Regions from separate parts of the Sus scrofa genome. Here all the other regions are linked to region 3. A link is a contact called in public Hi-C and promoter capture Hi-C data. All regions are on one chromosome and are shown on one strand. The core of a region is the stretch at or near the end of the contact, and the rest is flanking DNA. Distances in the headings are between cores, read along the strand shown. Region 1 holds the start of PDHB (pyruvate dehydrogenase (lipoamide) beta). Region 2 overlaps DNASE1L3 (deoxyribonuclease gamma). Region 3 holds the start of RPP14 (ribonuclease P protein subunit p14). Region 4 holds the start of ABHD6 (monoacylglycerol lipase ABHD6).

Region 1 (6,821 bases), core at 173-2,672, 110 kb after region 3:
TGGCCAGATAAGCTCATAGATGGATTGATTACTACGTACAAAGTAGACTTACGGCATTCCCATTGTTGTTCAGTGGATTAAGAACCCGACATGGTGTCCATGAGGATATGGGTTCCATCCCTGGCCTTGCTCAGTAGGTTAAGGATCTGGCATTGCAACAAGCTGCAGTGTAGGTCACAGATGCAGCTAGAATCCAGTGCTGCTGTGGCTGTGGCACAGGCCTGCAGCTGCAGCTCTGATTGGACCCCTAGCCTAGGAACTTCCATATGCTGCAGCTGCAGCTATAAAAACAAAGAAAAAAAGTATACTAGGTAGTTTTATTTCCACATGTAGTATATTGTAGAGGCAGAGAACGTCAAGTAAGCTTAAATTATACTACATATTGAGCACTCACTAAGTGCCTGGTACTGCCAAACGTGTTGCCTTCAGCATCTAAGAGTTATTTTATCACACAGGTTGGTAGAATTTTCTAGTAACATAAAAAGGATAGAGAAGGAAATTCCTCAAAAGTTGAACACAGAATTATCATATGATCCAACAATTCCACTTCTAGCTATACTCAAAAGAACTGAAACCAGGGGCTCAGATACTTGCACACCAATGTTCACAGCAGCACTGTTCACAAATCCAACAGGTGGAAACAACCCAAAGGTCCATTAAAGATGAATGGATAAACAAAATGTATATGCCCACAACGGAATATTAACCTTAAAAAGGATGGAAATTCTGACATTCTACAACATGGATGAACCTTAAAAACATGGTGAAATAAACCAGAAAAAGGACAAATAAACCAGATAAAGGACAAATCTTTATTTACCACTTACAGGAGGTAGTGAGAATAGATACTCATATACACAGAAGGTACAAAAGAGGTTACCAGGGGCTAAGAGGAAATAAGGAGTTATTGTTTAATGGGTACAGTTTGTTTGGGATGATAAAATTCTGGTAGTGAACGGACAATATGGTGAATTACTTAGTGCCGCTGAACATACAGTTTAAATGGGAAATTTTGTATTTTACTACAAAAGTACATTTTAAAGGGGGTGAGAGAAGAAGTATGGAGTCTAATTAGATCGGCCATCTGATTTCAATGAGCCTTGCGCGGCTGACATGCCACCCCAGCCTCTGCCCCAGGACGAGGGACCCCTCCCTGTCTGGTTAGCGTCTGGGCCAATTACCTGCAGCGCCGCCGGCGCCGTGCGGTGGAAGCGCCTCCTCAGCAGCAGCCCGGAGACCTTGCGGGGAGAAAAAGGACGCTTAGAGGGGACGCAGGATGGCAGGGATCGCGCAGGATCCTGGGGCCAGTGAGCCGCTGCCTACCTGCTCCAGGGGCCTCCGCACCAGCCCAGCCACTACCGCCATTTTGAATGTGTCCTCTAGTCGCCAAGAAATGACAACACCGCGGGGCTGCAGAAGAGTCAAGCCCGCTCTTCCCCGCCGGTGCCGGCCAATGGCAGGGCACGGCGCCTGCGTGCCCCGCCCCCTATGGCGTCAGGGTCGAGGGGCGGGGCCGAGGAGGCGCGAGGGTGGTCCGTCAGCTTGGCTTGATGCCCACTCGGATCAAGTTTGCTGAAGGTGGGCGGTTCCTGGCACGCACAGTGCACGCCGAGAGCACGTCCCTGCTTGTTGGAGCGCAGTGACCCCAAGTCATACTCAAAGGTCTAACTCGAGGCTGAGGAATGTGTCAGGCCAGGCTTCCGCAGGCACTGAAATCCTTTGGGCACCAAGCCAAACTGGTGACTGGAAATTTACAATCTTACAAGCGAGCCTACTCCTTCTTGGACAGCACCGTCTATTGATTTCTTACAGTGTGAACCAAAGCTTTCACGTGTGCCAGGCGTTGTGTTGTGCTTTATGGCTTATTTCTCACAAGAACCCGCTCAGGTAATTAATAGCATTAGCTCCATTTCGCAGATGGTTAAACTGAAGCAGGGATTGGTTAAATCAGTCAGGGTTTGAATTTAGGACTGCCTGACTCTAAAGGGTAGTCTTTTATTACTGCTTCCTGAAGCAGAAGTTGGGGTCTGCGTTACAACAACCTGCATTTAGAGAGGGTTTTTGTTTTGTTTTGTTTTGGGTTTTTTTGCCATTTCTTGGGCCGCTCCCAGGACATATGGAGGTTCCCAGGCTAGGGGTCCAATCAGAGCTGTAGCCGCCAGCCGACACCAGAGCCACAGCAACACAGGATCCGAGCTGCGTCTGCAACCTACCTACAGCTCCCGGCAACGCCAGACCCTTAACCCACTGAGCAAGGCCAGGGATCGAACCTGCAACATCATGGTTCCTAGTCGGATTCGTTAACCACTGAGCCACGACGGGAACTCCCTAGAGGGTTTTATAGGGTCAAATACCTGATTAGGGAAGCCTTTGGAAGCTTCCTCTCATTGGTCTCTTTTTGACCCTGCATGCAGTGGTGGGGATAGGGGTGGGCGGTGGTCAGATAGGACCTCTGGGGACTCTGTCAGTCCTTACTCATGCCCAGGACATTCCAAAAACTCTTCTGAGGGCTGCAGGCTGCCAGTCTGGGTTTAATCTCAGGGCTCTCAGAAGCCAGCGCAGCAGGGAAGTGACCAGGTGAGGAGGAGTCTGGTTGCTGAGTGAGAAAGAGAGGAGGGGGATTCAAGCAAAAGCAGGGAGACCTGAGAGTCTTTGGCAGAGGGAGCACTGGACTCTGGAGGGTTGAGGTGAAGAGGAGAGAATAGGTTTGAGATCTGTTTAGGACCAGAATCAATAAGGTTGCCTTGAGGCAAGGGGAAAAAATGAGGAAGATTTGGGGAGTTTGTTGCTGTTGAATGGATGGGGGAGGGGAGGAGATGGGGAGCAGGTGGGAGGTAAGAATTCATTCTGAATACGCTGTATTTAGGTTAGTGGGTCAGACCAGGTTGGATATAGGAGCCTGGAGCTAGAGGCTGGAGCTAGGTAGCAGCAGAGATAGAAATTTGGGTGCAGCTGCATACAGATGGGCTTTCATCTCTGGGCCTCTGATTTGTCATCTGTAAAGTGGAGAGATTGTCTCTCAAGTATGCAGTGAGGACCTTCCAAGTCTCCCTCAGCACTGTCCCCTAGTCCCTTCAATCTGTGGACTGCAGTAAAGGTGCACAATGTGAGAGCTGTGAGTTTCAGTTTTATTTGAGGACTTACTGAGGATTGCGCCCCAGGGGACTGCCTCTCAGATGGCTCTGAGGAACTGCTGTGAAGAGGTAAGCACATACCTCATTTGGGAGATGGGTATGCAGTCAAGTACACATTTTGATGGAAGGTGCCTGATAGTCAGGAGACACGTATTTTAGTTAAGGATTTTAGTGCTTGTCTAAGTATGGTAACGTGCAAGAAATTGGGTTCATATCTTTTTGGCCTAAAAATATGTAACTGCCTAAAGGCCTGTTCTGCCAATTTTCTCAGAGCACAGAGTGTCTGATTCCTGATCTCCGTCCTGAAGTCCTTTCAGGGTGTGTTGATGATAAGTGACTCAGTCCTTGTAGAGCCCAATGGCAAGAGACATTCTTTAGTTGGTAAAGACTTGGCGAAAACCCCAGCACTTCCCACTCACAGCAAACCCTGGGAAGCCCCTGTTTTTGAGATATCAGCCCTCGGGGATTCCTGTGTTCTGCTTAGAATGAAAATGTGCATCAGCTCTCCCTCCTCTCCCACCATCCAGCACTGAAAGATTTCAAGGTTAAAATTACAAAGCAACAGGAGTTCCCATCTTGGCCCAGCAGTAACAAACCCAACTAGCATCCATGAGGATGCGATTTCAATCCCTGGTCTCACTCGGTGGGTTAAGGATCCGGCGTTGCTGTGAGTTGTGGTGTGGATTGTAGATGAGGCTCAGATCTGACGTGGCTGTGGCTCTGGCGTAGGCCAGCAGCTGCAGCTCCAATTCAACCCCTAGCCTGGGAACTTCCATATGCTGCAGGTGTGGCCCTAGAAAAAGCAAAAATAAGTAAATAAATAAAGTTACAAAGCAACAGGAGACATAAAGGTAAAGCAACAGTGAATCACCTGAAGAGAAGCCAGACTCTGGCCAGTGGTCTAGACAAAGGGCAGTATTCTTGGGCTATATGTACATAGAGATCCGCAAAAACCGGGAACATACAGTCTGTGCAGCCAGTCTGGCTGGTTCAATCAGGAAGGCAATGGCGAGTCCATAGGACTCAGCTGGTCTCAGATGGCAGTTTCCCTTTGAAATAATGACTGGACATTTCCTACCCATTAGGTATCTTCCTTAGTATATGTGCCTTCCTTTTAAAATTGGCCAGTTTTGAAAAGCTAGGTTTAATTTTATGATTCAGAGGAAAAGACACAAAAGATCAAAAGTGCTGAATTTTAAATCCATAATCTTTTCAAAGCCAATCTACATCCATATGCTCACTAGATGTGAGAGGAAAGGGATTGGCAAGTTCAAGTTGACCCATTAGGCCACTTCTGTCTTGGAATGAAATCTTTTCGAAGTCCTGTTGCAGGAAGGAGCACCTCTTCCAGAGTCCGAGAATGGGGTCTTTGTCTAACACTCGGAAATGAGCTATCCAAGGAGACACACGTGCTGATAAAGCAAAAGACTTAATGGGAAGGGGCATCGGTTGGTGGGTGGGGAGCAGCAGCGTAAGGCAACCCAGGAGAACTGCTCTGCCACTTGGCTCACAGTCTCTGGTTTTATCCGAATGGGGTTAGTTTCCCGGTTGTTTCTGGCCAGTTGTGTTGCTCGGCCCATACTTGGTCTGGCTCAGGGTCTTTGTTGGTGGCTTGGACCTCTCAGCTAAGATGGATTCCAGTGCCAAGGATTCTGGGAGGTTGGTCGTCTCCTCCCTCCTACAGGTCCCTCCCAAATTCTCCAAGTCTTCAGGACAGCACCTTGTTCCTTATCAGGGCCTGGCCAAGGTGGGCACTTTCAGTCAATAACCCTCAAAAACAGTTCCAGGAATATTTGTCCTCAAGTTACTTTAGGTTGTCAGTTGTCAGAAAGTCCTTCATCCAAAGTTTTCAATCTCCATAAGCTACACCAACTTTTTTTTTTCTGGTCATTGCAAGCAAGATTTATTAAAGAAGACTTCACTTTTTAGGTGTAATTTAAACACAGTAAAATGCATGTTCTCAGCACCCCAGAAAGTTCCCTCATGTCTCTTCTTGTTCATTCCCCTCTCAGGCAACCACAGACCTGATTTCCATTATCATATTTCTGTTCACCTGTTTTAGATTTGGAAATAAATGAAGGTCTACACTGTGTCCTCTCATGTCTGGCTTCTTCAGCTCAGCAGAGTGTTCTTGAGATTGATTCATCCATGTTGTTAAGAAGCAATAGTTTACTCTTTTTCCTCTTATTTTTTTCTTTGGAGAGACCCTTAACACTCACAAGAAATGCAAAAATAGAGAGTGTACCAGAGTTTTCATGTACTTTCCATCCATTTTTGCCCAATGGCAGTTATTTAACAATAGCACTTGTCAAAATCCAAAATTGACATTGATACCATGCTATTAACTAAGGTAGACACTTTATTCAGCTTTTACCAGTTTTTGGATGCATTTTTGTATGTGTGCATGTGTATGTAGTACTACAGAGTTTTATCACAGGTACAGATTTATGTAAAAACCAGCACAATCAGAATGCACAGACCTGTTCTATCACTGCAACAAAATTCCATTGTATTGCCTCACAGTCATACTGTCCCTCACCCCTAACTTCTGGTACCCATTCATCTCTTCTCAGTCACTGAATTTGCTATTTCAAGAATGTTTTCACTAGGGTTCAGGCAATATGTAACTCTTTGAGACTGACTCTTGTCATTCACCTTAATGCCCTTGAGCCATTCATGTAGTTGCTTGTTCAGTATTTCATTTCATTCCTTTTTTATTGCTGAATAGCTGTATGGCTCTATCAGTTAATCCATTCATCCACTGGGGGACATTTGGGTTGTATCCACTTTAAGCTACAGTGAATATTGTCTTACAGGTTTTTGTGTGAACATGAATTTTTATTTCTTTAGGTACCCGGCAGTATGATTGTATGTCAAGCGTATGTTTAACTTTTAAGAAAATACCAAACTGTTTTTCCAGAATCTCTGTGCCATTTTAGGTTACCTTCAGTAATGTGTGGGATGTCCAGTTGTTCTGGGATCCTTGCCAGCCCTTGATAGTATCAGTAATATTTTTTTTTCCCCACTGTACAGCATGAGTACCAAGTTACACATGCGCGAGTACATAATTTTTCCTCCCATTGTTGTGTTGTGATGTAAGTATCTAGATATAGTTCTTAATGCTACACAGCAGGATCTCATTGTAAATCCATTCCAAGAGCAATAGTTCGCATCCTTAACCCCAGGCTCCCGATCCCTCCCACTCCCTCCCTCTCCTCCCAGGCAGCCACAAGTCTATTCTCCAAGTCCATGATTTTCTTTTCTGAGGAGATGTTCATTTGTGCTGGATATTAGATTCCAGTTATAAGTGATATCATATGGTATTTGTCTTTGTCTTTCTGGCTCATTTCACTCAGTATGAGATTCTCTAGTTCCATCCATGTTACTCCAAATGGCATTATGTCATTTTTTTTTTATGGCTGAGTAGTATTCCATTGTGTATATATACCACATCTTCCTAATCCAGTCATCTGTCGATAGACATTTAGGTTGTTTCCATGTCTTGGTTATTGTAAATAGTGCTGCAATGAACATGCGGGTGCATGTATCTTTTTTAAGTAGAGTTTTGTCTGGATATATGCCCAAGAGTGGGACTGTGGGGTCATATGGTAGTTCTATGTATAGATTTCTAAGGTGCCGCCATACTGTTCTCCATAGTGGCTGTACCAGTTTACATTCCCACCAACA
Region 2 (6,175 bases), core at 1,369-3,868, 110 kb before region 3:
CCACAGCCACAGAAACATGGGATCCAAGCCACATCTGCGACCTACACCACAGCTCACGGCAATGCCAGATCCTTTACCCACTGAGCGATGCCAGGGATTGAACCTGCATCCTCATGGATACTAGTCAGATTTGTTAACTGCTGGGCCATGACGAGAACTCCCAGTTTGTCACTTTTTTTGTGGCGTCCACTTTCTCCTCTCCTGGTTTGTTAACTGCCCTTTATACTTGTCTTCTCCAACCTGAGGAAGAGATGGGAGCCAGGGCTGCTGAACTGGAGAAGCTTCTCCTCCCCACCCCTGATCCACCCACAGGGACAGGATGAACAGCACTGGGAGCATGTCTGTCTGAGGCCGGAAAGGGATGTTGATGAGGACAAGAAAATAACAAGGACTGGAAGGAGGGGCTATAATGAATGATAAGTGAAACCTTGGCCTGATTCCTTGTGTGGCAGAAATTCCTTCTAAATAATTGAGAGCCATATGAACCCAAAGGCTTGAGTGGCCTACCCTTCAGCAGAGCAAGTCCTGTTAATAAAAATGCAACCTTGGAGTTCCCTGGTGGCCTAATGATTAAGGACTTGGCCATGTCACTGCTGTGGTTTGGCTTACTACTGTGGCTGGGGTTCAGTCCCTGGCCTAGGAACTTCCCCATACCACAACCACAGGCATGGCCAGAAAAACAAAAAACAAATTTAAAAAATGCAACCTCCATTTGTTGAGGGCTTACGGGATGTCAGGCACACAGTCAGTGTTTTACATACATTGCCTTATTTGACCTTCACCTGGGAAGTTGATTTTTTTTTTATATATATAAACCATAGAATATATTTAATTCAAATTAAATATGAACTAGAACAATGTTCTTTCCTTATCAAGTAGCAATTACATTGTTTGGAAAACGAAAAAAAGAACACATTTCTCTCTTCATTCTGGCAATCCAACAAGGCACAAGGCGATCCAGTTTGCTGAGGTGATGGATCCAGCGGTCACCACCGATGCTCATAGTTCTGAGGGGGAGACACAGCCCACACTTCATACAAAATGATTCTGCAGCAAGTCTGAGGGAGAGAAACCTCCCTTGATAAATGGGAGCGTGAAAAGTCCAAGTAGCAGGAAGTAGGCGACTTGTGTAACAGATGTATTTTATGAAATAGGTGGTTCACGCATTGCTTTTCATTCATTCCAATTTGCCGAGGGTGCTGCCTGCATTCACAGCAGTGACACAGGCTTCCTACACAGAATACTCTTTCCACTATAGGCAGTTCTTTTTTAAAATTCTTTTTTATTTATTTTGGCATGATTCTTTCCCCTGTGAAGAAAGCTGAGTTCTGCACGACACAGGCCATTCAGCTTTAAGTGTCAGCCTCCTCGCTCTCCCTGGGCTGGGAGGAGGCCAGGTCCTGAGTGGTGAGGCCTTCTTTTCCCTTCCGCCGAAAGCTTCTCACTGTTTGGTCTGCGAAGATGAATGTCTGCCTGGTTCCACTCACCAGGGTGGAAGGGGTCAAGGGCGGGGGTGGCTTTCTTCACAGGGTAGTACTTTCTGTACCATCGTCCATATCCAACAGAGTGCGGCCGGGCTGGTCTTTGCTGGCTAAGTCTAAATGCGTTTCAGGAAATAGGCTGCAAAGCGGTTCTAAAACCCTAGGATTGGCGTCATTAAATATTCCAATCTGAGTTCTTCCTGAACATGGCAGGTCATACATCCGTGATGATTTTGGAGGTGGTAGGAGGCTTCATTGCTGAGGCTGCCATCCCTGGCCATAAGTTGATTGTTTTTTTCCCCATTTTATGCATAAGGAAACAAGGCTAGTGACCCGCTCAAGGTCCCACAACTGGTGAAGGTGAAGGTGTGCACCATGTTATTCCTCTTCATGCCAAGGAAGGCTTACCATCTTCTCCAACCTGAGAATCTGGTCCTCAAGAATTAAGGAGAGAAAAGTCTGATCCTCAAATTACCTACGAGCTTGTTTAAAATGTAGACCTCCTGAGACACATTCCTGGGGTGTCGGGCCCTGGGATCGGTACAGTAACAGGTTCCCTGGGATTTCAAACCCTCTGGACAAAACCCAAGCTGGAAGAATGCCTAGGACCAGGGTACACCTCCCTCCCCCTCCCCCTTGTCCCAGCAAGGCCAGGCTGGGGAAGGAGTGGCGGCAGGTAAGGGTGGGTGGGGATGTCTGTAGCTCTGTGAAGTTGTGTCAGGGAGAAGAAGCCCCTCTCCATCCCTTCTTGTCCTGCAGAGTTTGCCCAGAATGAGAGCTGGCAGATGCCTATGGCACCAGTACGCTGCTCCAGTGCAGGCACAGAGAGACGTCATGTCGCCGAGGAGGCCTCAGGGTGGCAAGACCAGGTCAGAGCGGTGGACAGGCTCACTAGTGTCTGGCCCACTTCCTCTGCCTCTCCCCATCCCCCAAGCACAGGGCTCTTGTCCCAGGCAGGATGCTGGTCTTTGGAGGAAAAGGATAATCCTTTCCTTCAACATAAGCTCTTTTGTGAATTGCCTGCCTGACCATTTTGGACCTTGGAAACTGAGTTTTCCTGGCTCAGTGACCTCTGCTCAGAAGAAGTGACAGACATTTCACAGCCTTGCCACCTCCCCTGTCAGTTCCAGCAAGACCTCTGAGGTTAACTGAGTGTTTGCGGAGGGGATAATGATTTTCCCCTTTTAAGGCCGTGCCCTTTGGGTTTTATTCCCTCAGTCACATGTAACCACATTTCAGAAATCATGGTTGTGGTCTCTTTTTCTTGTATCAAAAGTCACATTGTCCTTGATATATTTAGGAAAATCAGCAAAGGGAAGGACTACGTATTTACTATGCTCTACCCCTCGTTTCTCAAGGTTACACGTGGTGATAATTTATGCCCAGACTCTCTCTGGAGGAATGTGTAAGCTGCTAAGAGGGGCTGCTTCTAAGAGTTCCCTTGTGCAGCGGGTTAAGGATCTGGAGCTGTCACTGCAGTGGCCTGGATTGCTGCTGTGGCACGGGTTTGATCCCTGGTCCAGAAAGTTCCACACACCACAGGTGTGGCCAAAAAAAAGAGAGAGGGAGGGGCTGCTTCGAAGACAGGTAACCAGGGCTGGGGGCATGGGCCAGCGTTCCTTGTCACTGCTTATTCCTTGGTACTGCTTGCAGACTTTAACCCTGTTCATGTACTACTTGGACAAAGAAACAATGTAAGGAAAGACAAAGCAAAGGAAACCCAAATGGTCACCTTGGGTGTAGGTAAAACGTGCCTTTCTGCTGGACTCCTCTGCAAGGCTTCACTTGCAGAGAGATAACAGACTCCTCCAGTCCCTCCCAGCCAGCTCGACCTTTGTCCCACCAGATCCCCCAAAGAGCCCAAAGAGTGGTTTTGGTGACACACACACAGTGTGGTGAATCTTACAGTAGGGCTATTGGCATATGTGAGGGTGGGGTGGGGGCACAGCCCAGGCTCTGGGATGGCCTGAGCCAAAGCCCAGAAGGAGAGAGTGCTTGGGGCCTGCGGGGAAGGGGCAGTCTTGCTGAGCTAAAGTGCATGGTGGGACCAAGGTAAGACTGACATGATAGGCCAGGGAATAGGGATCTTCATGGGCATCCAGATGTCCTGGGTTCTCTCCAGGTGGTGACAGGAGCTTCTGAAGGATTTAAAAGCAGGGGATGGGGATTGGGAGGGGAGGGCTGTGGTCAGATCAGAACCTCAAAGGATGACACAGGTGGTTACTAGGCTGGCCGGGTTGGGGGACTATTTGGAGGCTAGGAGACCAGTGGGAATGGCCTTCATCCTTCACGCCTTTGAGATGCCATGGTTGTGTGACCTCAGTCAGGAAAAGTAGCTCACTGCCCAAATCATGGGGTCCGATTGGGGCCTTGGTGTTCTTGGTGTGTCTGGTCATTTCCTGTGGAACAGGACACCATCAAGAAAACCGAAAGTCAATGTTCTTCCTCCTGTGGCCTCTCTCGGCTTGTTGAGCAGTGACAGCTGGTGGGGCTCTAGCTCAGGGTAAGAAGGCCATCCCTTTGCACTGCAAAAGCCCCCGGTTTCCTTTTGAGCAATTCAGGAGAGGTATGAGCCCAGGAGGAAGAACAGAAGACATCTTTCCCAGTTTGGCTCAAGGTGGATTAGATTCAAGGTGAAATTGTGAAAGCAGTTGGACCAGTCTTGTTTCCCAAGCACAAGGAACAGTTCTTGCTTTATTGAGAGGCAAGAAATGGTTAATAAAATGGTGCCTTGTATTTAGGTACGACTGGCCTTTTTTTTCTTCTTTGAAGAGATGGATTTTTTGCTGTTGGTGAAGGCCCTTGAAGACTGAAGTTTAAATTCAACTGGAAAGTGGTCGCTGACATCCAGGGCCTATAAAGAAAAAAGAGAGATAAGTTGGGGAATTAGGAGACACTCTGACGAACAGATTCAGGCTCCAGGAGGCCCAGGATGAAATGCCTCAAGTCAACCAGCAGAACACACTCAGAGCATCATTCTGGACCAGTTCCATCAGAAACTGAGACAAATCCTCAAGTCAGGGAATCATTGGCTTTGAAACTCAAGGTCAAATGGCCTAATGTGTCTCCAGTGGTGGCCTGAATGCCCCTGGGTGACACCACCCCATCTTCCCCAGATGGTGACACAGAAAGACAAAATGACAGCCGTACCTTCTCTTCAGTCAACCTGTAAGCTTTCTGGAAGTCAAAGATGCTGTTTGAGCCAGGAACAACAGAGCTGACAATCTCTTGGCCTCGAAGCACAATCCTGGGAAAGGAGAGGGAAAATAGTCACTTTAATCCACTCTGTTGGTTGCTGAGGTCGAACCAGGATTCCTGCTTGAGATCTGGAATGGACTGAACAGCCATTTCACAGGGTGTTCAAAAGTCCAGCCCTGGTTTTAGCTTGTGTTGGGGCTCAGGGCAGGCCACCCAAAAATATGCCACAAAATACGCCACATTGATTATTTTGGCATATTGATTATATTGAAGTAAAGTTACTTAAGGTTCCTTAAGAAACAGCCAAGGCAGGAGGGACGCTCTGCCCTTCCTTTCCAGCTCCCTGAAAGCAGGAAATAATCTCCCCTCTGAAAGGTGCACCCCTGTGTTCGGAGGTAGAAGAAAGGGCAGACACCCTTATCACCCGAGATAGGGCATTGGGGCTGAGAAGACTTTGCAGACAAACCTTGTTACTTCAGTTGACTATCTCGAGCCCAAATTCTATTTAGAGTCTTCACTAATTGAGCACTCCAAACCTGAGTTTCTTTGTCCTTTCATTTCCTCACAAATTCATTGCTTCTGTCCAAAAAGTATAAAAGACCCCTTCCTGCTTTGGCCACTTAGGTCCCATTTCTATGAGACCTCGTGCACAAGTTTTTTTTGTCTCTCTTTTTTTTTTTAGGGCCACACTTGGGGCATATTGAATTTCCCAGGCTAGGGGGTCCAATCAGAGCTAGAGCTGCTGGCCTACCCCACAGCCACGTGGGATCTGAGCCATGTCTGTGCCCCACAGCTCACGGCAACACCAGATCCTTAACCCACTGAGCGAGGCCAGGGATTGAACCTACGTCCTTATGGATACTAGTCAGGTTGTTTACGCTGAGCCATGACGGGAACTCCCATACAAATTAAGCTTTGTTTCTTTTTTTCCTGTTAATCGGTCTTGTGTCAATTTTATTGTTAGTCCAGCCACAAGAACTCAAGAGGGGTTAAGGGGGAAGTTTCCCCCTCCCCGTCAAAGGCCCTCAGGACAGTCCCTAGGACTGGGAAACAGGACCAGCCCTGCCTCAACCTGTGGGCACCAGGACAGTGTCCACAGTGTGGGCAGGGAGCCTGGGCAGTGGAAGAGACATGACTATGACAGCACATAACAACAGTTCACTGAACATGGTGTTCCTTTTGCAGTTATTTTCACTTTTCCTGATTCAACTGTGGAGAAAGGTTCTGGCTTATCTTTAATGGCTCCCTAAGCTTCTGTATAAACCAAGAGAGAGCTTTCTGTAAACAAGAGAATTAAGGCACAATTTAACATTGTTCGGTTTTTCACTGGGCTTCTTTTTACCATTTTTTTTATGGCAAATTACACTGTTTTCTTGCCTTAGTATATGAACTTTCATTTAGAAATGAATTTATTTCAGTAAGAAATGAATGGATTTCAAGATGAACATAGAGAAAAACCATAGTGCAGTTGTTTTGCAGCAATGACAAAAAACTGG
Region 3 (6,664 bases), core at 2,957-5,456:
ACACAGAGGCGGAGTTTTGAGTAAAGGAGAAAAAAATAGCTTTATTGCTTTGCCAGGCAAGGGGTGGGAGCACAGCAAGCTAATGCTTTCAAGACTATGCCCCCCATTAGAAAGAATTGTGAGGAGTTTTATACTAAAAAGGAGAAAAACGGGTTTTCAGATAGGAATCAGGATTGGGACAAACAGGCATTCTTCTTTCTTTGGGGGAATCTTAGTCATCAAAGCTGGAGTCGAGAGATCTGGCATGATCATGATAGTGGTCTTCTGGATTATTGCCTAGAATAACTGTACTTGTAAAAAGGGCATATTGATCACAGATTAGAACAAAATAGGAAAGTTCCTGAAAAACATCAAGTACTAATAATCTTTAACCCACGGGCAATTGTGCTCAGGCTGCCTAATCTTTAGTTTATGGGTGATTGTGTTTAGGGTGCAATGAAGTCAGGGAGAAGGACAAGGAAGGACTCTAGGCTGTTCAGTTTTAAAGTATTCATTTCTAAAGAAGCATAAGGAATAGAACTTTTAAGTGTATAAGATGCCTACATCATTATGTGTATCCCTTGAGAGGGAACCAGGATCCTGCCCAAATGCTGTACTATTTTTTCTTGACTGTTCCTCCCTGGTCTTTGCATCCCCTTCCTTCCCTGATCAGCAACTGTCTGAACCTGACCCTAGGAACTCAGGGAAGGTCATGGTGGCTGAATGAGGCCGATTTCTTAAGAATGACAAATGGGGGACACATAAAGTCTTTTGTTCCCAGGAGCCCCACAGGGCTATGTTCAGTTTCAATATCTGTCTGTCTCCATCACCATATGCACAGGCACACACAGCAACACTCCCCTAACAGATGGAAGCCTGACTCTTCTGATCCTTCATTTTTCAAATCTTCCTACATCACTCTTTTAACCATATGGACTGGGCTTTTCCATCAGCCACTTCTCTCTCCCCTTCTCATCCCTCCCAAATTGGTTGATGTTTGCAGAACCCCTCCATTCCCTAAAAGGAAGCAAAAAAGCAGTGGGAGTGGTCACAGGTGGGACAGTGGCAATGTCCTCAAATTACCTGCCATGGTCAGGGCCAGAGGGCAACAGTTCGGAGGCTGCTGTCCTGGTAACCCCAGCTACCCTGAGGCCAAGTGTTGTTGCATTCTGAGCTGGAAATCGCCAGGATATGGGCCTGGGGTTGCCAGTGTTTGTAACTGGGATGAAGGTCTCGTGGGATCATAAGCCTAGCCAGGGGGAGAGGGAGAGAATGGACATCCTTCAAGCAACAGGACAGTCCCTGTCTCTCAGGTCCTGGAGGAATTGTTCTTTCCTTGGTTTCTGCATCTTTGGCCTCTAAACCCTCAAGGGGTTAAATGACTAGGAACCTCAGGGCACACCTAGAAGGCTGCCAAGCTCCAGCAGGGAATGAGAGGAGAAGAAAGGATTCTTAGGGAAAGAAAGTGGCACTAAGGTAACAATAAAACATGACCCAAAGTCAGTGCTGGCTGGGACTGGGTAACTGTCACTGAAGAGCAACTATGAGTGTGACTGTAGGTCTACAATCCATTACCACATCTTTCAAAGCCAGATGTGCTATTGAATTCAGAAATTTTCACCCCATCAAAAAATGGGCTGAAGATCTAAACAGACAGTTCTCCAAAGAAGACATACAGATGGCCAAAAAACACAGGAAAAGATGTTCAACATCACTCATTATTAGAGAAATGCATATCAAAACCACTCTGAGGTACCACCTTACACCAGCCAGAATGGCCATCATCAAAAAGTCTACAAACAATAAGTGCTAGAGAGGGTGTGGAGAAAAAGGAACCCTCTTACACTGTTGGTGGGATTGTAAATTGGTGCAACCACTGTGGAAAACAGGATGGAGATTCCTCGGAAAACTAAAAATAGAACTACCATTTGATCCAGCAATCCCACTCCTGGGCATCTATCCAGAGAAAACCACGACTCGCAAAGACACACATACTCCGATGTTCATTGCAGCACTATTTACAATAGCCAAGACATGGAAACAACCTAAATGTCCATGGACAGAGGAGTGGATCAAGAAGAGGTGGTACATATACACAATGGAATATTACTCAGCCATTAAAAATAATGAAATACTGGCATTCTTAGCAACATGGATGGACCTAGAAACTATCATGCTAAGTGAAGTCAGCCATACAATGAGACACCAACATCAAATGCTTTCACTGACATGTGGAATCTGAAAAAAGGACAGACTGAACTTCTTTGCAGAACAGATGCTGACTCACAGACATTGAAAAACTTATGGTCTCCGGAGGAGACAGTTTGGGGGGTGGGGGATGTGCTTGGGCTGTGGGATGGAAATCCTGTGAAATCAGATTGTTATGATCATTATACAACTACAGATATGATAAATTCATTTGAGTAATAAAAAAAGTAAAAAAAATAAAGTTAATCTTTGAATATAGATTAAAAAAAAAAAGAAATTTTCAGCTTTTTTTTTTTTTTTTTTGGCCACACCTAGAGCATATGGAAGTTCCTGGGCCATGGATTGAATCTAAACTGCAGACTCAACTTGTACCGTAGCTGTGGCAACACCTGATCCTCAACCCACTGCAGCAGGCCAGGGTTCAAACCCCCACTGCAGAGAAAATGCCAGATTCTTAATCTGTGGTGCTAGAGCAAGAACTCCAGAAATTCTCAGATTTTAGAGGGCTGTTATGGTATGTATACCATAGGTTGTATAACCCCCCGCCCCCACCCCTGTGGGGCCTGGGGCTGCTTTACATGAGCAAATGTATCCATATTTCTGATGTATACAATGTGCATATCCACAGCAAATGGGACAGAAGCTACAAAATGTTTCACCTAGGTTCAGATTAAGCATTGCACCTAATGAAGAAAGATTTAGTCTTCAGATTTTTCTTCGATTTTAGAATTGCAGATAAGGGACAGTGAGTCTGCATTTTCTTTTTTTTTTTTTTTTTTTTGTCTTTTTGTCTTTTGTTGTTGTTGTTGTTGCTATTTCTTGGGCCGCTCCTGCGGCATATGGAGGTTCCCAGGCTAGGGGTTGAATCGGAGCTGTAGCCACCGGCCTACGCCAGAGCCACAGCAAGGCGGGATCCGAGCCGTGTCTGCAACCTACACCACAGCTCACGGCAACGCCGGATCCTTAACCCACTGAGCAAGGGCAGGGACCGAACCCGCAACCTCATCGTTCCTAGTAGGATTCGTTAACCACTGCGCCACGACGGGAACTCCTGAGTCTGCATTTTCTACCTCCTCTCTCCAACCTTGGCAGATGGGGGTGGGAGGTGACATCTTAAGGAAGTCTATTCTTCCATGTGAAAGGAGAGGCATGCAGAAGGGTATGGTCCAAGACTCCCTCTTGGGAGCCTAAATTTTACTTACTATCAGTATTATAAAAATGATGCCCTATCACTTTAAAAGAAATCAAACAAAAACGAATGCTGAAACAATGTGAGGATCTCTTACACCCTCCACACAGCCCAATCCTTCCTCCATCAGTCCCCTTGGGACCCATCTAGACATTATACTTATGTGTCTATGTATGTATGTGCATACCTAGACACAGACACATGTCTAACTGGAGGAGGCTGTTACCACCGAACCTAAGTTCGACTGCTTGCCGCTTGAAAGGCTAATAGTGCCTGGCATACGTAAGCATTTGATTAATATTAGCTATTAATACTACTATTATTATTAATCCACACTGTATGGGGTTTTGTTTATTTCATGAATACAAGTGCCCTATCTTTTGTTTCCAACATCTAGCACATAATACGGGCTCAGTAAGTACTTATTTAATAAACGAATAAATGAAACTATTGTCTTAGATTTGGAAATAGGGCTATCTGGGACTTTTCATGTCAATCCAGACAGAAAAACTATGTGCTATGAGCCAAAAGAGACACTGAGAACGGGTCTTGCCCTTGGGGAATACTTTACATAGGAGATGCTCAGCAGAAGAAATGCTAGATACAATTTTTCTGAACGAATGAATACCTGAGTAAATGAATGACTAAGAAAAAAGCTCTCAGTCTGAATACGCCCTCAGTCACACACGGCTTGCCGCACCAGAGGCTGAGTGGGCACGAGAGGGCGCTAAGCCTGGCGAGCTTCAGATCCCGAGTCACGCCCGGGTCCTTCGGGAAAACGCCGCGCTGTGACGTCATATCCGCCCGAGCCGTCACGCATCCGGGGTCGGGGCAGACAGAAGCCAAACGTAAAGACCCCGGAGTTTTCTAGTTCGTGCTTAGGCTCCAGCCTTTGCCGAGAGGTTCCAAGCCTTGAGGGATTCTTGCAGTGAATAGGAGTCAGGCTAATCTCTCGGAGAGCAGGTAGACGGAAGTACGTAGTAGCGTGGCTGTTTTCCGGCAGTGGACTTAGTTGGCCGCGCTAGTGACGCGTGGATGCGCGCGCCAGGAAGGCACGCGCAAGGCGGGAGCGACGGCAGGCAGCGCGGAGACGCCTGAGGTACCTATACAGCTCAGGTCGCTCAGCGCCCCAGGCCGAAGGCGAGGCGGTGCTGAGAATCTCCTTGGGCTTTTGTACAACGTGGTCTTTTTTGCAGAGGGCGGCGGGAGGACTGAACGGGACCACATGTGCAGGGGGCATGCACTCGGCCCCAGGTGGGCGCCCAGTCGACGCCGACGGTCATCGAAAAAAGTTAGCCTGCTTTACTTATTGTTTAAAACAGTTCAGGTGTCGAGTTCCACTGTTGTGGCAGCGTGGAAACGAATCCGACTAGTAACCATTATGTTGCTGGTTCGGTCCCTGGCCTCGCTCAGTGAGTGGGTTAAGGATACTGCGTTCCTGTGGCTGTGGTGTAAGGCTGGCAGCCCTAGCTTCCATTCGATCCCTAACCTGGAACCTCCATATGCTTTAGGTGCAACTCTAAAAAGCAAAATAAAACAAAACACCAGCCTAAGTGGCTGATAGCTTAACAATTTAATCTCCAAACAGTAGAGGACCGAGCTTTTTAAAATTTTTATATCGTTTATGTCCTGTAATTACATACTGAGTGCCTACTGTATGTGATGCACTGTTTTAGCCTCCTGGGAAACAGCAGAAAACAAGGGAAAGATGCCTGTTTCTCTTTGGATTGTACATTCTGGTAAGGCCGGGGTGGGAGGGGGGAGGAGCAGGGCGGAGTGCAGACGAGAATTAAAGAATTTCAGAGTTTCCTGGTGGCTCAGCGGGTTAAGGATCTGGTGTTGTCACTGCTATGGGGTGGTTCGACCCCAGAACTAACCCCTCGCCGCCAACGCACCCCACCCCTCCAAAAAATAAGTGGATTTCATAGTTATGTTCTGTATACCTACAGAGTGGTGTATGCTCTGAGGAAAAAATAGAGCAGTGGCGTGGGGGGGTGACATTAGATAGAAATGCCACTGGAACACATTGAGGGGTGAAATTGAGTAAAGCTATGGAGGAGGCAAGGGAATGAACCATGTGGCTGTCTGGAGGAAGAGTATTTTCAGCGAATGGAAAAGCTGGGAGGGAAAGAGCTAGGAGGCCTGTGTGGTAGAAGAGACTGAGCAGAGGAGAGTGGTAGGACAGGAGGTCAGAGGGATGGGAGGAAGCAATGGTACAGATCAGGTTGGACCTTAGATGTAAAGACTTTGGCTTTACTCAAGGCTTCAAGCCTTGAGGAAAGGGGCTTATTAAGGTTTTAATAGGGTCACCCGGTTAGATTAGGGAGGGAAGCAGGGACATCTACTGCTAATAGATAAGGTAATGAGCATCCTTGCAGCCATCAAAAAGGCCGGCTTCAGAGATGATGATAATGACAGCCACTTAGAAGTGTTCACATTTTCCCAGTGAGCCTGGTGAATGAATATACTGGGCTGTAGGGAGGGCTTCCCAGGCATCATCTCCTTTAGTTTCAGGACAACCTGCAGAGGGCGGTGCTGTCACTCTGAGACCCAGGCCTGTCAGAGGTGACTGCTCAATAAACACTTGCTCCTACAGTTTTTTTTTTAATATAAAATAAACATAATGAAAAATTTACTATTTCTAAATATACACTTCATTGGCAAGAAGTATAGTCACATAGTTGTACAACTATAACCACTATCCATTTCCAGAATACTCCTTAAGTCTTCTTTGTTATTGGCATCCTAAGCCCCAGGCCCAATCTCACTCTACCTCAGGCAGCCACCTCCACTAAGGCAATCAGTAATGTTTAATAAACACCTATTGTGTGCCAGGCAATGAATGAAATGATTGAGGATACTGTCCTCCCTGCCCTTCCAGTCAGGGGAGATTGTAGTGATTGAGAAGGGAGCACCGTGAACTACTGCAGTCCTGAAACAAGAGTTCCCACTGTGGCAAAGTAGGTCAAGGATCCAGCATTGCTGTAGCTGCATCTCAGATTTGATCCCTGGCCCAGGAACTACATGTGCTGTGGGCGCGATGGAAAAAGAAAAGAGAAATGAGACACCCTTGAATGCTACCACCATTTAATCAGTCATGTATTCAATAAGTGTTTGTTGAATACTCTGTGCCAGACTCAGGAAATACTCATATTTGTTGAATAGGTGGTTGGATGTAGTGGCTTTGACCTTGACTTCTCATTTTCTCTTGAGGTTGTCTTCTGGGAGTGGTTGGAACTGGGACCGGAGAGGTTTTTGTGAATGCTGGTCTACAGCTATGTGACCTTG
Region 4 (7,071 bases), core at 1,140-3,639, 80 kb before region 3:
ACTGTTGGCAGGGGAAGAACCGCATCACTCAAAACAGGTATTTCCAGTGACCTGTGTCACTCCGTATCTAATAAGGACTGAGCCCCTGTTGTTGTGATGAATGGAGATCACTCTACTCATTAAGTTTCACAATCAGCTTGGGGTTTGGGGCAGAGAAGTTGCATTTATTTGTGAGAGAGCTCCCCTTTGTATGACAGGTTTCCAGCTAATGAAGCGCGCTCTAGTTTTGACCCCACACTGCATCTTCCACACGGGGCTGTGTCAGAAGCACCTCAGTCAGGTTGCTCTCTGAAGGCTGCTGCTGCTCTGACTAGAACCCTTCAAAGGCTTTTTATTTGACATGATGACCAGATTCCTTATTGTGGCCTCTACCTACCCACCTCTGCAAGGTCACACCCTCTACTCTCCTCGTCTTCCCCTGCAGGCCTCCGCTCTCGCTGCCTGGCTTTCATTTCCCACCCCAAGGCCTTGGCACAGCTGTTCCCTCCACCTACAGTGCTCTTTCCTTCCTCCAACCTCCGAGTCTCAGTTTAAATGCCATTCTCTCGCTGACCCCTCAGCCCATCAGGAGCTTCCCTCTTATTCTCTTTCATGGAGCCCGAGTCTTTGCTTCATGATGTGTATCACAATGTACATCAGTGTATTATCAGTGAGCTTGGGTGTAGTCTAATGTCTGTCCCCCTAATCCCCGAGATAGCTCAGTGGGGCAAGACTCCCTTGCGAGACTGTGCTGCCCAGGACAGGACTGGGCACATAGCAAGTGCTCAATAAATCATTGTTGAGTGCATGTTGTGATGCCATGACTCCAGAGCCTAGCCTCTCAGCCACCCTGGGAGGGTGCTGAAAAGGGGGACTCAGGTCCCTGGATAACCAAGGGAGACCCCAAGCCACTGAGACAAAATAAATAATAACAGCAACCACTACACACCATCTGCCTTTCTCAGAGGGCTGAGTGCTCAGTTCCCACACAACCCCCTGAACTTGGGAGCAAAGTGTCGACCAGCTTCTCACCCTTGGCACAATGATATTTGGGGGCCAGGTAATTCTGTGTTGTACCCCATGCTTTGTAGGGGGCATTCTTTGCCTCTACCCACTAGATACTAGAAGCATTTCCCTAGTTATGACAACCAAAAATGTCTCCAGACATTGCCAGATGCCCCCACGAAGTTGGAGATAACCCTGTGTTGAGGATGCTAGTGTGGAGGTTAAAGCATATGAACTTCCACTTATGGCTGTTCAGCCTCAGCCATAAGTGCCTGCTCATTTCCTCACCTTTAAAAATGGGGATAATAACAGCCCTTAATTGGTAGAGCTGTGAAGATTTAGTGAGTTTACGACTAAAGAGTCAGCACAGTGTCTAGGCCTTCGGGGGTATTCACTTGGGGTGATATTCTGCCTTCAGAATAAACCATGCAAAGAAGGGATTGCCATCTCCATTTTACAGATGAGAAAATTGAGACTTAGAGGTGAAGTCAGGCTCTAGTCGCTGACTGTGAAGTGACATGAAAGGCTGGAATTCAGGTTCTCAGGATTAATTCCCTTTGCCAAATTTTCTTCATGGGTACAAAATGGCCCATTAACTACAGACCACATCTGACCAGTTGCAATCTCTGAGCTGGTGGTGTTACAGTTAATGGGTTAGATCTGCCAGTGTGGAAATAGTGTGAGGTGAATGAGGCACTGGCTTCAGGAGCAAATTTTAAGGGAGTGCCAAACAATCCAGTAATAATTTTATGAATTTTAATAATTGATTTAGAATAATAATTCAAATTAACCCAGAAACATCCATAGTGAACAAACTATCAAAATATAAAATAAAGATAAGATCTAGGGAGTTCCCAACATTGGCTCAGTGGAACAGAATCTGACTAGCATCCATGAGGACGCAGGTTCCATCCCTGCCTTCATTCAGTGGGATAAAGGATCCAACATTGCCGTGAGCTGTGGTATAGGTCGCAGATAAGGCTCAGATCTGGCGTTGCTGTGGCATAGGCCGGCAGCTATAGCTCTGATTCAGCCCTTAGCCTGGGAACCTCCATTTGCAGCAGGTGCAGCCCTAAAAAGAAAAAGGAAAAAAAAAAAAAGATCCAACTCTGCATTTTCATGACTGTCTCATTCACCTCACTCCAATCCTGCCCCCTGGGATCTTGAAGACCTGCAAAACCACTTGTTGGCACCCTTGGACGGATAACATGGGTAAAACAGTGCCCTCTTCTGGCTCGTAGCAAACACTGCTCCTTTCCTGGAGAACCAAGTTCACCTTCTTTGCCCCTTGAAAGGGCATCTCCATGCTAAAAGTTTTTTCTGGCACCACAGAGCTTTTCACTCTGACCCAATCTAGGTTAAAAGGTTGCAGGCATGTCAGATGATGCTCCCGGCCCACCACTTCCCACTGGCCTCTACACTGCCCTGAGTTTATTTATAGCCTTTCTCTTGTTACTCCTGTAAGTGAAGACTTGTCTCCACTTCTATGGAAGATTCTAAAGCTGCATGTTATAAAGTTGGCCTTTTCAGGCTTGTACATTGAGAAACAGGACCAAGGAGCAGAGAATTCTCACAGCTGCTGACTGGTGAGCAGGGAACTGGCTGCTTCCTTTAACTGCACAATTTCTTATTCTTTTTTCAAGGGCTTGGTAGTTCTTAGCTTTGTTTTTGTTGTTGTTGTTGTTTTTGTTTTTTGTCTTTTTGCCTTTTCTAGGGCCACTCCCACGGCATATGGAGGCTCCCGGGCTAGGGGTCTAATTGGAGCTGTAGCTGCCGGCCTACGCCAGAGCCACAGCAATGCGGGATCCGAGCCACATCTGCGACCTACACCACAGCTCACGGCAACGCCGGATCGTTAACCCACTGAGCAAGGGCAGGGATTGAACCTGCAACCTCATGGTTCCTAGTTGGATTCGTTAACCACTACGCCACGACAGGAACTCCTTAGCTTTGTTTTTATTTATGTTTTACTTTTTATTTTGAAATGATTTCAAACATGCACACAAGTTGCAAAAATAGGAGTTCCTGCCGTTTTGCAATTGGTTAAGAATCCCACTGCAATGGCTTGGGGCACTGCAGAGGCAGGAGTTTGATCCCCAGCTTGGCACAGTGGGTTAAAGGATCTGACATTGCCATAGCTACAAGGTAGATTGCAGCTGCAGCTCAGATTTAATACCTGGCCTGGGGAACTTCTGTATGCCATGGGTAAGACCATAATATATATATATTTTTTTAGTTGCAAAAATAGGAGTTCCCATCATGGCTCAGAAGTAACAAACCCGACTAGTATCCATGAGGACACAGGTTCAATCCCTGGCCTGGCTCACTGGGTTAAGAATCCAGAGTTGCTGTGAGCTATGGTGTAGGTCACAGATACAGCTCAGATCTGGTGTGGCCGTGGCTATGGTGTAGGCAGACCACTACAGCTCCAATTCGACTCCTAGCCTTGGAACTTCCGTATGCCATGGGTGCAGCCCTTAAAAGACACACATACACAAATAATTGCAAAAATAGCCCCCAATTTGCATACCCTTCATCCAGAGTCACTAGTGAACCTTTAGCCACACCTGCTTTTCCATTAGTTTTTTCTGTATATGGATTATTTTTTCTGAACCATTTGAGAGTAAGTTGAGACATTATGACCCTTTACCCGTAAATACTTTGAAGTGATTTCTCAAGGTTAAGCATATTCTTTTACATAACCACAGGAAAAACTAGACAGTTTAGCAGTGATACAACATTATTACCTAATTGGCAAACCTTATTCAAATTTTACCAATTATTCTAATAATGTCCTTTACACAATATTTTCTTTCTGGTTCAGGATTCAGTCCGAGATTATGCATTGTTCTTAGCAGTCCTGTCTCTTTAGTCACCTCTAATCTTTCTTTGTCTTTCATATCTTCAACATTCTTGAAGTGTATAGGCCACTTATTTTGTTGAATCTCCCCCACTTTAAGTTTGCCTAAAGTGTCCTTATGATTACATTCAGGCGATGTATTAGGGACATGAATATTATTTATGCGTCTCATGGAATTTCTTAAATAATCTTATCCCAGTGGTCATAGAGCAGCTAGGTGTTTCTGAGACACAGGAAGCCAATTGAGAAGCTCTTAATTACAGCTAACATTTTTTTGTTTGTATTTTGTCTTTTTGGGGCCGTACCTGTGGCATATGGAAGTTCCCAGGCTAGGAGTCAAACTGGAGCTGTAACTGCCAGGCTACACCACAGCCATAGCAACACAGGATCTGAACCACATCTGTGACCTACACCACAGCTCAGGACAATGCCGGATCCTGAACTCACTAAGTGAGGCCAGGGATCAAACCCTCATCCTCATGGATATTAGTCAGATTTGTTACCACTGAGCCGCAACAGCAACTCCTAACAGCTAACATTTACTGAGCACTTGCTTACTTCCCCTTGTGGCTCAGCAGTAATGAACACAACTAGTATCCATGAGAATATGAGTTCCATTCCTGGCCTTGCTCAGGGGTTAAGGATCCGGCATTGCCATGAGCTATGGTGTAGGTTGCAGACACAGCTTGGATCCCTCATTGCTGTGGCTGTGGTGTAGGCCAGCAGCTGTAGCTCTGATTCGACCCCTAGCCTGGGAACTTCCATATGCCACAGGTATGGCCCTAAAAAGCAATAAAAAAATAAAATAAAATACTTGCTATTTGACATTCTGATTTACATTTGTTGATTTGGGGGCTGTTCTCCCCTTGGAACAGTGTGGTATGCTGTACTTACATTGGATCACTGCAATATAAAATCATAATAGCAGCCATAGCCCCTGTTAGGGTATTGAGGGCATTAAGCTGTATTAGGGCCCACATTACAAACATTCTTTACAGGTACTCGATTTTTAAACCCTCCCTTCCATCAAGTATTACTATTATCCTCATTTTACAGAAGAGGAAATGGAGCCTCAGGAAGGGTGAGTCACTTGCCCCAGATCTCACAGCAAGTAAGAGGCACAATCAACACTGTTTCACCAGAATTGGAGCACCTAGTCAGTCTCCGATAACGTGTTCTCCCTGGAAGGGAGCAGTGATAAGGCCCCATCAATATTCCATCTTGGAACAGCAAGAACAATCCATGTCCCCATCTCTTGGACCCCCTGTATGTGGGGCACTCTCTCCATGTGTTTTGAACCCTCCTGCTTACCCCACACAGAGGGCACATGAGAGCTAGGAAGACACCCCAGGCTCTGAGTAGGGGACTTCAGTAGGTTATGTGGTATTCTCTGTGGATAGACACTCCTTCTGGGTCATCATGGATTAGGTAATTATATATAGCTCTACTGAAAACCACATCAGTCCCAAAGACTGGGTGGGGAGGGTAGTAATGAGCGGAAGGTGTCAGTGCTTAATCAGACAGTGACTCATGAATAATTCTCAAAGCAAGGATCCCATTTCAGGATGGAATTTCTCCTCTGCATGCAAAACCTGCTCCAGAGTTGTCCCCAAACTGGACTGAGATGCAAGCATGTGTCATTCATAACACATGACCTTAGGAAATCAGCCTACTAAGTATGCAGGGGGATACAAAGATGAGTAAGACAGCTTCCGCCCTGGAGGACTCATATAATTCAACTTACCTTTGGCTTCATTGAGTTTTCTGTGTTGCTGAGCTATCCTTCTACATCCTGTGGCTACAAAACTGTAATGATTTTGAATTTCCATTGTAAGTCTGGGACTCAAACTTTCTTCTTCTTCTTCTTTTTTAAATTCATCCTTTTATTTTTATTTCTTTTCTTTTTTTTTTTTTTTTTTGCCACCCGCAGCATATGAATTTCCAGGGCCAGGGATCAGATCTGATCTGCAGTTGCGGCCTAAGTTGCAGAGGCAGCAATGCTGGATCCTTAACCTGCTGTGCCTGGCCAGGGATCGAACCCGTGTCCCAGTGCTCCTGAGACGCCACTGATCCTGTTGTACCACATTGGGAACTCCTCAAACCTTCTTGAGTCCCATTGGCCACCATTTTATCTGGATTATTATAACTCCTCTGACTGCAGAGTCAGGAAGGGTAGACAGCTGTCCTGATTTGCCCAAGGCTGAGTAGGGTATGTTCAGTGTTAAGACAGGGAAAGTCCCACGCAAATCAGAATGAATTGGTCACCCTTATGCTGGAAACATGAGCAGCAGGAGGGGAATGAGCAGGTGGGAGAGGAATAATAGCCAACACTTACTTGCAATCTACAGATTCAGTGCAATCCCTATCAAATTACCAAACACATTCTTCGCAGAACTAGAACAGAATATTTTAAAATTTGTATGGAAACACAAGAGACCCCAAATAGTCAAATCAGTATTGAAAAAGAAAAGTGAAAATGGAGGAATCCAGCTTCCCGACTTTAGACAATACTACAAAGTTACAGTCATCAAAACAATATGGTACTGGCACAAAAACAAAAATATAGACCAATGGAACAGGATAGAAAGCTGAGATATAAACCCTAACACCTATGGGCAACTACTCTTTGACAGAGGAGGACAGAACATACAGTGGAAGAGAGATAGCCTCTTCAATAAGTGGCACTAGGAAAACTGGAAAGCTTCATGTAAGAGAATGAAATTAGAACATTGTCTAACACCATACACAAAAATAAACTCAAAATGGATTACATACCTAAATATAAGACCAGACACCATAAAACTCCTACAGGAAAACATAGGCAGAAGGCTCTTTGACATAAATCACAGCAACATCTTGTTTGATCCACTTCCTAGAGTAAAGACAATAAAGACACAAATAAACCAATGGGACGTAACCAAACTCAAAAGTTTTTGCACAGCATAGGAAACCATTAAAAGAACAAAAAGACAACCCACAGAATGGGAGATAATCTTTGCCAATGATGCAACAGACAAGGGCTAATCTCAAAAATATACAAAACACATGCAACTCAACAAAAAGCCAAACAAACCCAATTGAAAAATGGACAGAAGACCTAAATAGATATTTCACCAAAGAAGACATACAGATGGCCATCAGGCATGTGAAAAAATGTTCAATATCACTAATTATTAGAGAAATACAAATCAAAACTACAATGAGGTACCACCTCACACAATGGCCAT

What was found. Promoter capture Hi-C pulls out the DNA fragments that hold promoters and counts their contacts. Hi-C and Micro-C count contacts between places; a contact is called where the count stands out from the background.
Region 1: a contact with region 3 is called in a Hi-C map of liver, with 5 times the contacts expected there. The contact joins the promoter of PDHB here to the promoter of RPP14 in region 3. A contact is called at or near these places in 2 of 5 promoter capture datasets (fetal liver and liver), 9 of 47 Hi-C or Micro-C datasets (alveolar macrophages, blood, embryonic fibroblasts and 5 more) and 2 of 2 datasets of contacts at active chromatin or transcription factors (alveolar macrophages and skeletal muscle).
Region 2: a Hi-C map of fetal liver shows a contact between it and region 3, with 2.0 times the contacts expected there. The contact joins the enhancer-like site here to the promoter of RPP14 in region 3. A contact is called at or near these places in 2 of 5 promoter capture datasets (both in liver), 22 of 47 Hi-C or Micro-C datasets (alveolar macrophages, brain, embryonic fibroblasts and 12 more) and 2 of 2 datasets of contacts at active chromatin or transcription factors (alveolar macrophages and skeletal muscle).
Region 4: a contact with region 3 is called in a promoter capture Hi-C map of liver, with 6 times the contacts expected there. The contact joins the promoter of ABHD6 here to the promoter of RPP14 in region 3. A contact is called at or near these places in 1 of 5 promoter capture datasets (liver), 2 of 47 Hi-C or Micro-C datasets (heart right ventricle and skeletal muscle) and 1 of 2 datasets of contacts at active chromatin or transcription factors (alveolar macrophages).

What each region holds. Positions count from the first base shown.
Region 1 is chr13:40,166,080-40,172,900 of Sscrofa11.1, forward strand. PDHB (pyruvate dehydrogenase (lipoamide) beta) reads right to left here and starts at 1,423. Exons shown (of 10, transcript NM_001244398.1): 1 at 1,324-1,423; 2 at 1,182-1,238. The coding sequence starts at 1,365. It overlaps LOC110256254 (a long non-coding RNA gene), which reads left to right and starts at 1,566. Exons shown (of 3, transcript XR_002337600.1): 1 at 1,566-1,887.
Region 2 is chr13:39,954,238-39,960,412 of Sscrofa11.1, forward strand. It overlaps DNASE1L3 (deoxyribonuclease gamma), which reads right to left. Exons shown (of 8, transcript XM_021069068.1): 7 at 4,632-4,728; 8 at 4,147-4,335. The coding sequence ends at 4,219. Among named protein-coding and RNA genes, the nearest start is that of DNASE1L3, 19 kb to the right of the region's middle. Within about 2 kb of position 2,619, at least 6 of the 83 cell types and tissues checked have an H3K27ac peak or open chromatin away from gene starts, as enhancers often do. A contact at or near this core is called in fetal liver, where this site is marked.
Region 3 is chr13:40,057,972-40,064,635 of Sscrofa11.1, forward strand. RPP14 (ribonuclease P protein subunit p14) reads left to right here and starts at 4,207. Exons shown (of 6, transcript XM_021069098.1): 1 at 4,207-4,475. It overlaps LOC100515579 (hydroxyacyl-thioester dehydratase type 2, mitochondrial), which reads left to right and starts at 4,178. Exons shown (of 5, transcript XM_021069097.1): 1 at 4,178-4,475.
Region 4 is chr13:39,980,147-39,987,217 of Sscrofa11.1, forward strand. ABHD6 (monoacylglycerol lipase ABHD6) reads left to right here and starts at 2,390. Exons shown (of 10, transcript XM_021069089.1): 1 at 2,390-2,570.